2 separate regions of the Mus musculus genome follow, and region 1 is linked to region 2. The links are chromatin contacts, called in public promoter capture Hi-C maps. All regions are on one chromosome and are shown on one strand. Each heading gives the region's core, a stretch centred on a gene start, on an enhancer-like site or on the middle of the called end of the contact. The rest is flanking DNA. Distances are from core to core; before and after follow the strand shown.

Region 1 (4,052 bases), core at 422-2,921, 4.1 Mb before region 2:
TATTTCAGTCCAGTTTCTAATGTTAAAAGACAGCTGAGGAGCGGTCTGCACTGATCCGGTCTCGTCAACCTTTAATCCTTCTGCCTGATGAAAAGCATGAGCCGTCTGTTTATTTTAAGTTCATGCTGGTTAGCTGCCTTTCTTTATTTTCACTTCTTTGTACCAATGTATCAAATTAATCAATTGCTTAGTCTACACAACCAGCAGGGGTTGGGGGTGGGGCACCTATGTGACAATACACACGAAAATTAAATCCTAGAAAGAAATTTTTAAAACTTGGCACTAATACTCAGCAAAAATTCAGTGACATAGTTGTCCAAATATCAGGTATATTCTATTGCTGTTACCTCCTAAAAGCAGGCAAGGGTGAAAACTAGTTTTAACAACAGAAAAGGGCACAAATGAAACGGAGGAGATAACATTTATTTGACATATAGCTAGGTATTTCCCACTTACTCATCTCAAAAACTGTGAACATGAAAATACCCTGAATAAGTCATCAACTCCAGTAAGAGGAGCCGATCCCCTTCATGAAGAGATTTGAACAATCCAAGCATTGCGAGTCTAGCAAAGGAAAGGCACAAGTGATGTAAAGAATCACTCTGCAAAGAATCTTTGTGTGGAACTGGGGGGAGGGGGTCTTGGGTCACCTAGGCAACGCATCAATCTAACACATAACTTAGACCAGGCAAGATACCGGGCTTGATTAAGGTCATCTTTATTTATAAGGAGGATCTGGATCAAACTGATCAAGGCAACCACAAACCACTATGCCGGCAACTATTCTGTGAAATTTAACGACTCGGTTTTTAACTCCAAGCCGCTAAGTTACTAAGCATAGTCTACAGGCACTTTTACTTGAATTATTTTAAAGAAACGACCCAGTCTCAAAACAATAACTGGGAAATTTCTATGTTAAAACTACATAAATAAAATACATAAATAAAATTTAAAAGCTCAAGGCAAGAGCAGTCGGAGTCTGCACATTTTCCCATTATCATCATAAAAGATCCCAGACGCCAGGGCAAGCAATCCCCGCGGAGGTGATTTCTTTAGATAAGACCTGTGCTCGCTCACTAGCCCGCTCGCCCGCTCTCCCGGGGCTCCGCGACCTCCGCGCCCCGCGGCGAGCAGACGACTGAGGATGAGTGTGCAGAACGCGCCGCCGGGGCCGGTTCCGAGCTCCCCGGGCCGGCGGGACCGTTACCAGGGCGCCCCTCCCCCACGGCGCGCGGCCGGAGGAGAACGGAGCCTGCGGGGCCCGGCTCGCCGCGCACACAAAGCCGGGGGTCCGCGCGAGGTGGGGAGGCCGCGCGCCGCCGCAGGCCGCGGGAGAAGCCGAGCCCAGCCCAGCCCAGCCCAACCCAGCCCAGCCGAGCCGAGCCGAAACGAGCCGAGCCGAGCCGAGCCGGTTCGACAAGGGGGACCCGAGGCCACCGCGTCCCCGACCCTACCTGACTCCAGGTGATGAACTCGTTGGTGTGGGTTTCCTCCACAAGCGTCCACAGCTTGCTGAGGAAAGCCGGCACGTTGGAACTCTGCTTCATTGTTAGCCCGGTGCAGGGATTCCAAATTCTACTACCGAACGCGGAGGTCGCAGCGGCGGCGGCGGCGGCGGCGGCGGCAGCAGCGGCGGTGGCAGCAGCTGCTGCTCCGGGGAACGCACACCACGCAGGCGCGGCGGATCTCGGGCTCCGCCCCCTCGGCGCCGCGGGGCGCGCGGTGAAGGCGGAGAGACCCCGCGGCCGCACGTGATGGACAAGGCTTCGCGCTCCACCCCTGCGCTCTACTCCCGCGCCCGGTCTCAGCGAGTCCAATCCAAGGCTTCGGATGCACTACAGAGCAAAGCGATTGGCTGCTGCCGCGAGGAGGGGTGGGCCCAAGAGTGGTTCAGCCTTCTCTGTTACCTTTTAGGCAGGGTACTCTCTTAGGGAATGATATTGGGTCCAGGGAAACCTTGTTTAGTGGATTCGCATGGAAAGGGTTTGGGTGCACCGGCTGTGGCTGGCAGAGTGCAGAGAAGCCCAAGGGCAGTTGACTCATAAGTTTGACCGGCGAAGAGTAATTTGCTCCAATCTAAAGGAAGGAATACATCACATGGGGCAGTGAGCTGCTTGTGAGCAGATGTGCTAGGCCCCTGGTTGAAACTATCTTAAAGACAATGAGCTTTTCTATACATTTTTCATGGGGAGAAAAATAGCTCATTTAAGGACAGTTTTATCAAAACCTGAAGCATGAATAATAGTTCCCTATTTGTGAAGTACTTGCTATTGTGTGTGTGTGTGTGTGTGTGTGTGTGTGTGTGTGTGTGTACTATTAGGAGCCAGCATCTGTTAAGAGCATCTTATATGCTTTTCTCAACTCAGCAAGCATCAGGTGCCTGTCATAAGCCCAGTTCAAAAGCAACGAGTCTAGTTTTAGAGTATCTGAGTCAAAATGATTGTTCTGCATGTACCTCACAGGGGTTTCCTCAGGCAAAATGTGATTCGGAACAGCTTCTTGAGCGAAATTTCCCATTTCTTCATTGACAATAAGACTTTCTACCCGTGAAGAGTAGCTATAATAACGTGGATCTCTGAAAAAAAGATTTTTTAAAAAACTTTTTTTGTTGTTGTTTTGTTTTGTTTGTTACTTAATAGCTGATCATAGTGTCTGGAATCTGTAAGTCAAGCACTCTGGAGGCTGAGGTAGAACTGTGGAGCAGTGGAGGTCAACCTGGGTTAAATAGTGAGCTCCAGGTATCCTGGGCTAATGGCAAGAAATATAGATAGATAGATAGATAGATAGATAGATAGATAGATAGATAGACAGACAGACAACTTTTTCAGTAAGCATATACTGAACACAGTCATACAGCACTGTTTGGATATATGATGGGGATATATGATGGGGTAACTGTGATTTTAAAAAAAAAGACTAATATTTGATGAGGTCTTATGTGACAAGGGCTTTGCATGTCTTATCCTATTTAATCCTCACAGCAACCCAAAGAGGAAGCTTCAAAGGGTCTGATTCAGGTTGGTACAAATTCTATTCAACCAGTTACACAAAGCTAATCAGAACCAACTCTGTAGCCAGATTCCCAGAGTGGGTTAGCTAGAAGTTTCCAAGCACATTCCAATGCGATGATGGGTTGCTTTACCTCAGTTTGGGAATATTTTCAGTCCCAGAGCCTCACAGAGAAAATGGCAGTGAAAATCCTGCTGTAGTTACAGCAGATAAAGCCCTAGGAAAGCGTTTCCTCTTCTGGTCCGTCACTGCATGCTTACAAATCTAAACAGCCACTTCCAGACTGGAAACTACCCAATGGTGTCCCATGTTTCTAGAATAAGTCCTGCCCTGTTATAATGGCACAGATCTTTTGTGATCCCATGACCATCGTCCTGTCCACTCATTGTCAATCTCTGTTCATGTCTTTGTCACACTTGGTAGCTGTACTGCAGGTAAGAAGAATTCATATTCTTTCACGTCTCTATTAATTCTGGCATGCTGTTAGCTCTGTCATGTGCTTAGCCTGCAGGGACAAGCAGAATTCCACACAGAATTTATGACGACTCTTCTTGTTTGTCAGGTTGACTACATCTGGAATTTAATAAAAACCCAAGTGGCTGGGTACACCAATGAGGGGGGTTTCTTGATTGAATAATCTTAGGTGGAAAGATGCACCCTAAATCCAGATCTTTTGCAGCAGGAAGATCCACCTTAAATCTGGGCCAAAACTTTTGCTGGCAGCCTGAATAGAATATGGAAGAAGGAAGCACTTGCTGTTTTCCCTGCTTGCTCTTGCTTTTGCTGGCAACTTCATACCTTGGAGTCCAAAATAAACTGAAGAACAGCTAAGACATTCAGCTTCAAGGACTGAACAACTAATGAATTCTTGGACTCCACAGACATAGACAGCCATCGTTGGACTTGCCTGTAAGCAACTCTAATTAATCCCATATGTATGCTTGTGTGTATAATATATTCATAAATACATACATAAATCATATATAATATATAATGTATATATGGTGATGTATATAAAGCATATAAATGAGTATATGTATTCA
Region 2 (3,894 bases), core at 753-3,252:
CATCAGAACTGGAGTTATAAGTGATTGTGAGCTGCCCTGTGTGGGTGTTAGGAATTTAATCCCAGTTCTTAACTGCTGAGCCACCTGTCCAGCACCAATGTCTTTATAAAATAATTTTTTCTTTAAAAATTTCACGCAATGGTTTTTGATTATATTCATCCCCACTCTTCCCCCTAACTCCTACCAGATGTACTCAATAATGTCTTTAACATTTTTTAAAAAAAGAAATTTGTTGGGTATTAATTTCATTTTTAAATATTTACCTATGTCTTCATTTTCCTCCTTCTTTCCTTTATTTTTCCTCTTCTTTCCTAGACAAGGCTTCATTATGTAGTTCAGGCTAGCCTTAAACTCTTCATGTTGTAATCCAGGTTTCAATTGGATTCCTGGTTTATTGGTTTCCATCAAGTGCTGGGATTGCAGGTATGTACTACTATGCTGTGCAAACATTTAATCATTTATATGAAAGTAAAGAATTGCATCTATCTCATTAGCATACAGAGTGTTTTCATCTTTAATGAATGGTAAATTTGTATATGTAATAAATAATTTATTAAAATAAATTTATAATATAAGCAAACATTTGCCTTGAACACCATTTTATTTATCTAGTCATCCAGTGTTGTATAAAAGTTTCTTGGACAAAAGGGGTTATGAGGTTGTGAGTTTTAAATGTTTAAGAATCTCTAAGCGACCGGAACCTTTCTTTCCTTCTTACTCCCTCCCTCCCTTTCTTTCTTTCTTCCTTCCTTCCTTCCTTCCTTCCTTCCTTCCTTCCTTCCTTCCTTCCTCTCTCTCTCTCTCTCTCTCTCTTTCTTTCTTTCTTTCTTTCTTTCTTTCTTTCTTTCTTTCTTTCTTTCTTTCTTTCTCCTTTTTCTTTCTTTCTAGAAAGCACAGAGGAGGCTAAAGCAGGAGAACCAGGAGTTTGAGGGCAGCCTGGGTTACACATCAAGTTTCCAGCGAATTTGGGCTTTTTGTTAAACTACAAATTATGAAAAGATGTATTTGTAGATATAGTATTTTTACTTTCGATATTTTTCTTTGTGGAACTGTTAATGTTTTTTTCCCCATCCTTTTCAACTGTCAATAAATAATTAGATACATTTTAGATCAGATAAAGAGCCATCTCGTTATATTTTCATATTTCTGTCACCTTCTAGCATCAGAATCATTTGACGGTTGACCAACATCTGAAGATTTGGAGAAATATCTGCAGATCTACAGGAAGGAGACTAGATGTATAACCACGGTTTGGTACATTTCAGCAAATGTGGTGAGTTATAGCACACATTTTTAAATGTAAGCCTCACAAGCTTTAAGTAGTATTTTACTTGAGGATACATCAATATTAAGCTTTTGTTAGCAGTTTCCACATTAGGAAAAACATCACTGGACTCAAAGCCTAAGGAACTTATCGTCTGGGTTACTTCTGATTGGCATGCTGAGACTGCCTCCTTGTACAGTGGTTGACAGTGTTTAGTTTGTATCTAAATATTCAAATGATTATATTGCCAACAAGAGTAATTGCAAGAGGATGCTGTATTCCTTTGTCTTTTCTCAGGATGTCTGTTCCTAGGAAGGGTGGGAAATAAAGTGGAGCAGATGTGGGAGGCAGGGATGTCCTCTTTTCTATTCCCACCGTGATCCATAACCGGTGCTTGTGGAACGCATGACAACAATTTTAATTCTGATCTCCATTCTGAGTCAGATGGCTAGCCCCACAGCCCCTTGAAGCGGTTGCAGGGACAACTCGCACCTTTTATAACAACTGTGCCCCTAGAAAGCACGTATAGGAAGACAGGGTTTGGGATTAAATTATGGACCCTCTCTCAGCTTGAAGGTAACAGGATGGAGAAGTAGGGAGCGGCTTCAGGATGATCACCCGCATGCTGTTAGCAATAGGTTTTTGGTTCGCCAAGAGTCCCAGGCCCCGCCTTGAGGCCCCGCCCTCTGGGCCCCGCCCCCAGCCCCATCCAGGCCCCGCCTGTCCTGGCCCGGCCCGCTGCCTAAGGTTCTGCCGGGCGGAGGGGGCTGAGAGAAGCCGCAGCTGCAGATTCGCTTTGAGCCCCGGAGCCTGCGATCGCGCCGCCGTCACCGGGGAGCTACTAGCTTCCCCGGCCCGGGCCTCAGCGCAGCCGGCTGGGCCATGGCAGCCGCCGCGCTCCGGGGCCGTCGCTGAACAGCCGTTAAGCCCCCCGCCCGGGTCCGGTCCGCGCTGCCGAGGCCCAGGCTCCGCTCAAGTTTCCGCCCAGAAGCCGAGGCGACCGCGGGCCCCGAGCTCCAGGCTCGCCCGCTCGCCCGCTATGTGGGGCCGTTTCCTGGCCCCGGAGGCTGGCGGCCGGGACAGCCCCAGCGGGGCCCGCAGCTTCCCTGCGGGTAAGGAGGACTGCGGGCGGGTGGGGTGACGGCCGCCAGGGCTTCTCCGGAGTCCGCGCCCTAAGGCCTGCGACCCCCGCGGGGTGACAACTCGGCTCTTCTGGGCCGCTCGGCCGGGCTTTGTTGTCCCTCGTGTGGTGTGCGTGGCTGCCCCACGCGGGACGCGGGCGGGAAGGTCGCTGCAGTGTCGCCCGCAGCCACTGCTCCAGAGAAGCTGCTGAGGACTTGGTCGCCGATTGAGACCCCCGAGGGGGCGGCAGCTCTTAGAAAGCAGGTCGCATGGCTGCCAGGGCTCTCCTGGGTCCCATCAGAGCCCAGCCGCCTTCGAAACGGGGCTCAGGGAAACTGGGGGGTTGCAGCTTTGCGGTGGTGGTTGTAGGGACTGTTAGAATCAGACAACCATTTCATGCCTGCATCACCCAGAAGTTGTGTAGGAGCCACTGAATTATAAATCTTCCCCTAACGTGGAATAGAACAAGAAGAGTTGGCTTGACCATGACAAGTTATCTAATGATGACAGTCTAAAGGGCTCTTTAATCTGAACTGAATCATGAACCCCTTTGAAAAGCTGAAAGATACATAAATTTTTTTCCTTCTCCCCCCCACCCCCCAAGAGAAAAGGGCTACTTATTTGTACGCAGAATTTCTCCTAAAAATTTAGGTATTTTGGGGACCCATGGGTGGTAACCCTGTTCTACAAAGTGTTAGAACTTGACTTGTGTAACTTAGAGGCAGTTGTGTACCTTTTGCAAAACTGTTCGAAAAGAAGCATTTTGTAGGAGTCCTTTTGTGGTATTCTCTGCCTTTTTGAAGATACCATGCAGGCACATTGCTACTGAAATTTTGAACAATGAAATTCTGTGACAGTTTAAATTCTAAACTATCAGTAGTTCTCAACCTCCCTAATGCTGCGAACTTTAAAAGTTCCTCATGTTGTGATGTCCCCAAACCATAAAATTATTTTCATTGCCACTTCATAACTGTAATGTTTGCTATTGTTATGAATTGTAATGGACGTAGTTGAAATGTGACTCTCATGAGGTCATTTGACGTCAAGGGGTCGCGCGACCCAGAGGTTGAAAACCATTGGTTTAGAACTGTAATGTCTGTATGTCTGTCTCTATGTGTGTGTGTATATAATGTATATAATGTATATATATATGTATGTATATATGTCTCTTACACCTTATTCTTTTATACCCTCCCATAATAGTTTTAGAATAGAGATTAGAATAGCTGTGAATTTAGTAACAATATATGCAGGGAATTACTTTCTAAAATATTTACTGGTTGCCTTCAAGAGTAGACAGACATTTAGAGGTTTCTGATGCTTACCCAGTTGTTGTGGGGCCTGGCCTGGAAGTGGCTTTAGTGATGGAGAAGGTACTCATCCCTGGGGGCCAAAGAGAGTGATTTCCAGCTATCCATATATGTCAAAACCCATCTGTGATGTCTTTGTAACCTAACCTCTAAAATCTTACTCTTGGTAATGGCCCTTGTTGGAAGTACATCCCAGAA

The links. Promoter capture Hi-C pulls out the DNA fragments that hold promoters and counts their contacts.
Region 1: a contact with region 2 is called in a promoter capture Hi-C map of pre-B cells, with 4 times the contacts expected there. The contact joins the promoter of Hsf2 here to the promoter of Cep85l in region 2. A contact is called at or near these places in 2 of 39 promoter capture datasets (liver and pre-B cells).

What each region holds. Positions count from the first base shown.
Region 1 is chr10:57,484,004-57,488,055 of GRCm38.p6, reverse strand. Hsf2 (heat shock factor 2) reads right to left here and starts at 1,671. Exons shown (of 12, transcript NM_008297.3): 1 at 1,455-1,671. The coding sequence starts at 1,547. It overlaps 4930467K11Rik (RIKEN cDNA 4930467K11 gene), which reads left to right and starts at 1,703. Exons shown (of 4, transcript NR_045353.1): 1 at 1,703-1,873; 2 at 2,982-3,017; 3 at 3,689-3,918.
Region 2 is chr10:53,377,991-53,381,884 of GRCm38.p6, reverse strand. It overlaps Cep85l (centrosomal protein 85-like), which reads left to right and starts at 2,002. Exons shown (of 13, transcript NM_001204983.2): 1 at 2,002-2,376. The coding sequence starts at 2,304. It overlaps Gm46225 (a long non-coding RNA gene), which reads left to right. Exons shown (of 3, transcript XR_001779770.2): 2 at 316-423; 3 at 1,161-1,299.